3 separate regions of the Mus musculus genome follow, and regions 2 and 3 are each linked to region 1. Evidence: chromatin contacts called from public promoter capture Hi-C data. All regions are on one chromosome and are shown on one strand. Each heading gives the region's core, a stretch centred on a gene start, on an enhancer-like site or on the middle of the called end of the contact. The rest is flanking DNA. Distances are from core to core; before and after follow the strand shown. Region 1 overlaps 4930402H24Rik (RIKEN cDNA 4930402H24 gene). Region 2 overlaps 4930402H24Rik (RIKEN cDNA 4930402H24 gene). Region 3 overlaps Atrn (attractin).

Region 1 (2,969 bases), core at 145-2,644:
TGACCCCAAACCACAAAATTATTATTGTTGCTCTTTCATAACTGTTATTTGTCACAATGTAAATGTCTTTTGGAGACAGAGGGTTGCCAAAGAGGTTGCAACCTGCAGGCTGAGAAACATGAAGGAAAGGTTAGGAAAATGTGTTACAATGTATTATAATGTCAAAACCTAAGAAGAAAAGGACCTGAAGAAGATCACAGTGGTGGCTGTGCATGCAAGCCTGCAGCAAGAGGCTGAGAAGCGCCTGCATCTGAAGCCAGCCTGATACAGAGTGAGAGCTTACCTCAGACGGAAAGGTAAGGAAAACCAAAGAAGATGCTAACTCAAAGTACTTTCAGTCTCCCTTTTCTGCGATCATAATAAAAAGGACAGCTCTAGCTAAACTATATGAATAGTATTGGGGTCTTTTCCAAGGTAAAATTTTCTCAGACAGAAAGATAAGGAAGAAAAAAATGAAGAAAGGATACTAACTCAAAGTCTCCTTTTTCTGTGATCTTAATAAAAAGAACAGCTCTAAGAAAACTATATGGGGGCTGGTGAGATGGCTCAGCGGGTAAGAGCACTGACTGCTCTTCTTAAGGTCCTGAGTTCAGATCCCAGCAACCACATGGTGGCTTACAACCACCCGTAATGAGATCTGACCCTCTCTTCTGATGCGTCTGAAAACAGCTACGGTGTACTTATAAATAATAATAAATAAATCTTAAAAAATATTAAAAAAAGAAAACTATATGGGTAGTATTGGGGTCTTTTCCAAGGTAAACTTCCAAAGATGATACAACTCAGAACTATTTAATAGGAAAACTCTTCACTGCATGACAGGCTTTCTTGTTTATTTTGTGGTGATCAGCAGCAGCCTTGGTGCCCACTAGATGCCAGTAGTGCCACAGATCGAGCCATGGCCATCAAAACTGTCTTCAGACATTGCTAAATGTCCCCCAAGGGACAAAACGGCCCCCCATCTGAGACCACACTACTCAAGTGAGATCATCTGACATGGAATGTTTGCTTTCATGGCATCCCAGCTGCCTTGCAAGTGCCTAGTCTCTTGTCCAGTCTTACTTGTTTGTTCTATGTCTCCTGACTCATCTTGCAGACAATTTATAATGCTAAGTACACGATATGAGAAGTAGCTCCTGGGCAACAGCCCACAGGAGCATCAACGCTCGCAGTGTCTCCAAGCCAGAGAAGGCAGACTGCAGGCAGAAAGCCTGCATTGTATTAAAGTCACACAAAAAAACAATTCCCAAAGACAGCAGGACAATAGCCCCTTGTTCCTCAGCTAAAGATCCACATAAAATCTTCTTTCTCACAGAGCAGCTTACAAGAGCAGTCCGTCTTTGCCTCAAAGCAGAGAGTGCTTTCACTGGCAACAGCACACGATCTGAACCTTCCGTGAAAAGGAGCAGCGGGCAATCCTAAGAAAAACTAGCACCCTGCCAAGAGACAAAGCCAAACACCAATGTCTGCTTTGGTCTCAAAGATGATTTACCCAATAAATGTATTCTGAAAACTGCTGCTGACAGTCCGTTATCCAGTCCATGACCAATAGGAATATTCTATTTTAATAGGTCAACACGGAAATGCTATTTTTCACTATTAAAAAGATAAAATCTTACCTGGTATAATCCTAGCTACTTGGGAGGCTGAGGCCAGAAGGCTGCCAATTTTAAGACCAATCACATTATTCAAACAGTAAAACAAAATAAGGCAAGAATTTAGTGGAGCTTTGGACTATTTAAATTCTGCTTATATTTTCCTATTAAAAGATCACAAACAGGGTGCTGAGTGTATGTCTTTAATCCCAGTACTAAGAAGGCAGAGGCAGGTAGATCTCAGAGTTCAAGGCCAGCCTGGTCTATACAGTGAGTTTCAAGCCAGTTAAAGCTATATGAGACTCTGTCTCAAAACAAATAAATAATAACAAAAACCCAAAAAACACAGACACAGAAATAAAAAATCATGAACTGGGGATGTCCAGATGGCTCAGCAGTTAAAAGTACTTGCTACTCTTCCAGAGGACCTGGGTTTGATTCCCAACACGTGAATGGTGATTTACAACCATCTGTAACTCCAGTTCCAGGAGATCTGATGTCATCTACTGGGCTCCAAGGGCCTCAAGCATGGGAGCACACACACATGCATACACACACACACAGTACACATACATACATGCAAGCAAAATAGTACAATACAGTAAAATTAAAATTAAAACAATTTTTACAAGAAGATCACAGCTGTGCGTGGTCTTTAATTCCAGCACTCGGGAGGCAGAGGCAGGTGGATTTCTGAGTTCGAGGCCAGCCTGGTCTACAGAGTGAGTTCCAGGACAGCCAGGGCTATACAGAGAAACCCTGTCTCAAAAAAAATCATGAATTAAGGGTCCAAAGAAATAAATGACTCTCTCCTACCTTTTGCTAATATAATATAGACTTACCATCTAGAATTTCTTCAGAAAATCCCGTTTTCTCAAAATCAGTGGCATTCTGACTGTACAAACCAAAAAGCAGGTAATTTGCCAGCTCTCTACAGCCTTCATTGTACCTGCTGTCAATTCCTGCAAAGCAAAGAAGGCTTAGGATTAGCTGGCCTATACCATGGAATACAGTAAGAGCCCGTTTAGTAAGGCCTTGATGGCCAAACCAGGTTTGTGCTAAAACTAAATAAATGACCCCTTGTAAGAGAAACGGGCTGAGGCATAAGGTACCTTCCTTGGATCTCAAAATCTACACAGGTCGGAGAATTAAGCAACAAGATTACTAAGGCTGTTAATTCTGAAAAGCATTTTTTCTTTCAGTTTTTACTTTACATGTATAGGTGTTGAACTTCCATATGTATGTGTATCATGTGTGGAAGAGCACCCTCCATGATCTACCAGATCCCCTAGAATTAGAGTTATAGATGGTTATGAGTCACCATGTAGGTGCTGGGAATAGAACCTGGGTTTTCTGGAAAAACACCAAGTGCTC
Region 2 (2,924 bases), core at 315-2,814, 91 kb before region 1:
GACCAGCAGGGCACAAGTATGCTGGAGACACCAAGTTGTTTTCTTCTATCAGATATTTGCTTGCTGGGCTGATTCAGAAAGCTCAACTCCAACAAACATATCCCCAGTCAGCACCCCCACTGAGGTACATGTCCTATCCCCCCCACTTCCAGGCACATTGCTGTTACTCTCATCCCCAGGAGAGCACTGAGCATCTCAGCAGCACTGCAGGGAAGTTATAATTTATTCTGGATCTCCAGGACCCTTAGGGATCTTGCTGATTTAGAGGTTCCGTTTGCTGTCCGTGGAGCAGCAAGGCCAGGGCAGGAGTGCTGCTGCTGCCGCTGCTGGAGGAGCTTTAGTGCGTTAAATGAGAAGCTGTGGAGCATGTATGTCTACCCAGCAGGATACAAGGAAGTCGCCGGAGCTTTCCCTGGAACCATTCCACATGCTGTAGATTTCAGAAAGGCAACAGCATGAAGGAAAGCCTACTGTATCTGATCAGATTGTGATGGCATAGAACCAGGAAGTCGAATATATCGCTTACCTTGTGAACACTGGTCAAGACATTTAGGAAAGAGAAATCTAAAGAGAAAAAAAAAAGTATTTCAAAACCATTTATTTCAGTGATCATTATTTCCCACAAAAGCATGAATCTGGGAGAGAGTGTAGGTACCAGGTGGTACTGAGCAATGAGTACCCTGTAAGCATCTAAGATAGTCATACAGGCACTGAAGCTTGTGTTCCATAGAAATTCCTACATGGCACATGGCAGGGAGGATATGGGAGCTCTGAGAGCTCTTCAGATCACAGGGAACAGAGAGAAGCTTCATCTTTGTCACTTCTGGGGGCCAGTGAAGCATATGTCATTGAGTTGCTGAATTACAACCTCGGTCCAAGCTGGTCTTTTAGAAAAATATATTGTTGGGGCTGGAGAGATGGCTTAGCGGATAAGGAGACACTGGTTGCTCTTCCAGAGGACCCAGGTTTGATTCCCAGCACCCACATGGCAGCTCACAGGCATATGTTAACTCTAGTTCCAGGGGATCCAACACCCTCTTCTGGCTTCAACAGGCACTGCATGCATGTGGTACACATACTTAAATGTAGGCAAAACACCCATAAACATAAAATAAAAGTAAATCTTTAAAAAAAAGAAAAAGATACCTTCTTGAGTAACAGGAAATGTGAAGGGAAATGATAAGGGTTAAGCCATGGGACTCTACTAGGACCAAGGGTCCAAGGTTCCATGCCTCTGTTCTGTAAATTTACTTAGTGCTTTGTGTGTCAGTGTGCACATACATGCACATGTGCCTTTCCCTGCTGAGTCATCCTGCCAGCCCTACTGTGCACCATCTTGCTGGCCCTACTGTGCTTCTCTACTTTTTCTTTTTTGTTGTCATCACTGCTGTTCCTGTTTTTGAGGGTCTCACTGTGTAGTCCTGGCTATCTTAGAGCTCACTCTGTAGACTAGGCTGGCCCTGAATTCATAGAGAGCCTCCTGTCTCTGTGTCCTAGGCGCTAGGACTACAGGCATGTGCTACCAGGGCTGGTCTTGTCATGCTTTTCTGCATTCCTTTATGTGCAAGCTATGACCTCAGTTCCTCTTTAACCTTTTCCCCAACAAAGTGTTGGAACAATCAAATTCAGGGCACTCTGCTTTCTGGTAAAGTACTCTGTAACTGAACTATAGCCTCAGGCCAATCCTCCTCTCAAGTCTAAAAAAGAACAGAAGCAGGAAGAAGACTGACTGGACAGAGGTGGGGAGGGTGAGGATCCAAGTGAGAGTTCAAACCAGGCCTGGTGGCACATGCCTGGAACAGGAAGTACTTAGGAAGCTGGGGCAGGGGCTCTTCCCTTTCAAATCAAGACTGAGGCCAGTAGGGCTTCCAGAGCCCATTTCCAAAACACTGATACAGACGAAAACCAAACAAGATGGAGCTGATCTTTATCTCTTCAGTATGCAGAAGGAAAAAAAAAATCACACTCCCAAAATACAGACCTGGAACGGTGGCGCAAACCTTTAATCCCAGCACTCAGGTGGCAGAGGCAGGTGGATCTCTGCCTAACCTACAACCTAGGCTACACAGTAGAACCCTGCCTCAATAATTAATTAATTAATTAATTAAACTAAAATAAGAAACAAATTAAAATTCTAATGTTATAATATTCCTCTTAGAGAGGGGACCTACCACTGATGAGAACAGCTGCCTTGTATCAAGTCCCACTAAGGATGGGCACCACACAAGCAGGTAGGCCTGGCTTTGTTGTTATCCACTGGCCGATGAAAAGAGTAGACTCTGACTTATCTGACTATACATTAGCAGATGAGAAGCTTAGGCTGAGGTCAGGAAAGGAGACTGAGCATCCTGCCCCAGGCCTTCCACACACTGGGCCTGAGGCCAGGTCTAGGCTGTCTGGGTCCACAGAGCTCTAACGCTCCCACGTCAGCTAGTGTGAGGCTCAGGAGTATATGCAATAGCTGCTTACATACCATATGAACCAAATTTGGTGAGTCCTATTTTAGGCTGTGACTCTCTCATGGTTTATTCCTTAAGATTCTAGGAGGAACTCCTGTGTGCTAAAAGCAGGTCCAAAAGACCAGGAACAAAGAAAGACAGCTAGCTACACCAGAGGCTCTGACTTCATTGTGGGGTGTTAGAAGTGTCTATGTCCTTAAGTGCCTGTGATTTTGGAGTTCAATCACTTAGGCCCTTTATGAGATCTGTCTCCTTTCTCATAGCAGCCCCTGGCAATTCACCAAGATTTTCCACATGGCATCATATCCTGTCACAAGGCTGAACATGAAGCCTCTGACATGGGAAGGGGCCAGTAGGGGTCAGTAAATTGCTGATGGAAAAGCTGGAGGAGATAAGTATGTAGATCACATGGACTTAACATGCTGTCTTAGTTACTTTCTATTCCTGTGATAATCCAAGGCATCT
Region 3 (2,906 bases), core at 119-2,618, 110 kb after region 1:
GACTATGTAGTGTTGGCTGCTGACTCTGAAGTAAGTGCTCATTACTGACAGATAGTGTATCTTAGAGCCTGGCAGATGGGATGGAAGTGAGGAAGCAAGTAGCACCTTTGTATATTATGTTCTAAGTAGCCAGAGATACTTGACACAAAACAAAGTTGAGAAAATGTATCTTCTAGAAAATACAGACATGGAAAGGTGTCCTTTCTATAAAAGAGGTATTAAACATTAACCTGAAAAAAAAGTTAGCAAATTGGGCTTTGGCAAATGAATATAGTCAAGTTTCATTTTTATTTTGTTTTTTGTATATGACTGTTTGGCTTGTTGTACCATGTGTGTTCCTGGTGCCTAGGAAGTCAGCTGGAGTTACAGATGGTGTGAGTTGCCATGTGGGTGCTGAGAGATGAACCTAGGTCCTCTGGAAGAGCAGTTAGTGCTCTTAACCACTGAGCCATCTCTCTAGTTCCTTCTGTAGAATTTTCATTAATTTACAAAGGAGAAAGTATAAATGATAAAACCATGAGAAGATAGACCGGCACTAGAATTAGTGGAGTCAAAATGTTAATGATATGTCAGATACGCCTTATATGAGGAAGTTGCAAAATTATGAAAATCCAGGCACTCCACTGAGTTAGAAATCTAGGCTCTGATGCATACTGCTATGGTAAGGTAGCAAGTGGCCATTGAGTGCAGAAGTGAGTCTGGATGGGTCTTCTGGTGTTGTGGAGCACACAGACTGCTGTCTTCTGCATTGCAGTTTCACCTGTATTTCCTTGGAACTACTTAGCTTTGCAACTAGGCGTTAAAAAAAACTTTATATTTATGGTTTTAAGTTATTTATTTGTTTTATTTTATTTTATGAGACATAGTCTCACTCTCTAACCTAGGCTGGCCTGGAACTGCCTAGGTAACTTGAGCTGGTGATTCTCTTGCCATAGCCTTCTAAAATTTTAGATTGCAGGCATAAGCCAGACCACTCCTGACTTTTGTAGCCATTTTTCTGACATGAAGTGTAACTTTGCTTTCATAACTAAAATGATTTAGTTGTTTTGTTATTGTTTAATCCCTTTTGCTTTGAATGTATCCTTTTGTGTGGGTGGCAGATATATAACCACAGACTTTTCCACAGGCATCCTACCCTAGGTCCAGAAATGACTCTGAGACGTCTTATATATGAATGAATGCCTAGGCCAATAGCTTTGGCTGATTTCCACGGGTTCATAGCTCAGTTATCCCATTTAAACTAGTCTAAGTCATGCCATGAGGCTACATACCCCTCCTTCAGTTTCAGGCGACTGTCTTCTCAGTTGTGTAATGTCCTATCCTCTGTTGCTGCTCCCCAACCCCCATCCTTGCGTCATAGTCCGTCTGTCCTCGTCTCCCCCCATTTACTTGCACAACGGACTCTACTCTAGAAGTCCTCTCTGTGCTGGAGCTTGCACCTCCGCTCTCCCCGTCTAAGCTAATAGGCAACAGCATTGTACAGACAGGTGATGCTTCCATACATCGCACAGGAGATTCTCCCTACACAGATACTTATTCATCCAGCGTGAATGCAACCGTCCAGGCGTGTTCTCCTAGTTGTAGTACATGCTGTTGTATCAGTCTGATGAATTTCTTTGTCTTTACAACCAAGAAAGATAATACTGTAAGAAATTTTGACTAACATTTTTTCTTTATTTAAATTACAGACTAACTGGCTCTTCTGGATTTGTAACAGATGGACCTGGGAATTATAAATATAAGACGAAGTGCACATGGCTCATTGAAGGACAGTAAGTTATAATGGCTGACTTTATTTTAATTTATTATAAGAGCACAGTATAGCACAAAATACTTCCATGTGTGTTATTGCTATTTCTTGAGACAGGACCTTTCTGACTGAGTAACTCAGGCTGACCTTGAATTTTGCTATGCTACCTCTGCTTCCCAAGTGCTAGGGTGGTAGGTGTGGACCACCATGCCCTGCTGCTAAAATACCGTTCATTGATGCTTTTCATTTGGATAGTGTTCTTGCTTTTTAAAATTTACTTTTTGGGGGACCAGAGAGATGGCTCAGTGGGTAAAGTGCTTGCTGAACAAGTCTGGTTATGTGAGTTAATCCCTGGCTCCCACAGTGGAAGAGTGACTCCTGAAAGTTGTCTTCTGACTCCCACGCTTGTGCATGCACGCACACACACAAATAATAAAATAAAAAATTAAAAGGAAATTTTCTTTTTTGGGTGATAGGGATTGAACCTATGACTTCACTAAGCAAGTGCTCTATTGTTAAATAATTCCTTTAATTTGTGGGTTTTTTTTTTTTAGGTTCCAAGTTGACTTAATGTTATAAATGAAAGATACATACCAGAAATTTGCATATTTCTAATAGTTTAAAAAACTTAGTTAAAATCTTTTTAATAGTTTGCTTAAATCTTTATATAATAATGCTATTATATCATTTTTCTAAATATTGATTTTATTATCAGCAAAACAGTAAATGAGCCATCAGAATAACCACTGTAGCCTGTTTCCCTGGCCCTCTGTCCTTCCATCTGTCTATCTTCTCTTTTTTTTCCTTTTTTGTGCCTGTCATTTAGGGCAAAGCATTTTAGTCTCTGAACAAAACTTTGAAATTTCCAAGTAACTCTTGTTTATTTGTTGTGTCTCATATTCAACCCAAGAAATATTATTTACTAACTCATTTAAAAGCAACAATTATAACCCACTACATGTTAGCAGAAAAACCTATTTGTTTTTATTGAGACGGGATCACACTAGTAAGCACTACATGGCATGGCGTTCACTGTGTAGACCAGGCAGGCTGGCTTCGTGCTCTTGACAGTCCTCCTGTGTTTGTCTCTCACTTCTGAGTGCTGGGATTATAGACATTACCAACACACCGATTTGGGGGGTTGGGGTACTGGGAT

What was found. Capture Hi-C pulls out chosen DNA fragments and counts their contacts.
Region 2: a promoter capture Hi-C map of adipose tissue shows a contact between it and region 1. The contact joins two enhancer-like sites. A contact is called at or near these places in 2 of 484 Hi-C or Micro-C datasets (pachytene spermatocytes and stem cell-derived motor neurons), 1 of 115 datasets of contacts at active chromatin or transcription factors (embryonic stem cells) and 3 of 9 other capture datasets (adipose tissue, liver and pancreatic islet).
Region 3: a contact with region 1 is called in a promoter capture Hi-C map of adipose tissue. The contact joins two enhancer-like sites. A contact is called at or near these places in 4 of 39 promoter capture datasets (the 3T3-L1 cell line, the C10 cell line, hippocampal neurons and 1 more), 2 of 15 datasets of contacts at CTCF or cohesin (both in the NIH/3T3 cell line), 82 of 484 Hi-C or Micro-C datasets (the 3T3-L1 cell line, 3T3-L1-derived adipocytes, the AML12 cell line and 50 more), 9 of 115 datasets of contacts at active chromatin or transcription factors (the HPC-7 cell line, acute myeloid leukemia, astrocytes and 5 more) and 3 of 9 other capture datasets (adipose tissue, liver and pancreatic islet).

Annotation. Positions count from the first base shown.
Region 1 is chr2:130,818,032-130,821,000 of GRCm38.p6, forward strand. It overlaps 4930402H24Rik (RIKEN cDNA 4930402H24 gene), which reads right to left. Exons shown (of 37, transcript NM_029432.2): 3 at 2,438-2,557. Among named protein-coding and RNA genes, the nearest start is that of 4930402H24Rik, 21 kb to the right of the region's middle. Within about 2 kb of position 1,395, at least 82 of the 459 cell types and tissues checked have an H3K27ac peak or open chromatin away from gene starts, as enhancers often do. A contact at or near this core is called in adipose tissue and liver, where this site is marked.
Region 2 is chr2:130,726,622-130,729,545 of GRCm38.p6, forward strand. It overlaps 4930402H24Rik (RIKEN cDNA 4930402H24 gene), which reads right to left. Exons shown (of 37, transcript NM_029432.2): 29 at 527-564. Among named protein-coding and RNA genes, the nearest start is that of Slc4a11, 31 kb to the left of the region's middle. Within about 2 kb of position 1,565, at least 14 of the 459 cell types and tissues checked have an H3K27ac peak or open chromatin away from gene starts, as enhancers often do. A contact at or near this core is called in adipose tissue, where this site is marked.
Region 3 is chr2:130,931,698-130,934,603 of GRCm38.p6, forward strand. It overlaps Atrn (attractin), which reads left to right. Exons shown (of 29, transcript NM_009730.3): 2 at 1,689-1,772. Among named protein-coding and RNA genes, the nearest start is that of Atrn, 27 kb to the left of the region's middle. Within about 2 kb of position 1,369, at least 31 of the 459 cell types and tissues checked have an H3K27ac peak or open chromatin away from gene starts, as enhancers often do. A contact at or near this core is called in adipose tissue and liver, where this site is marked.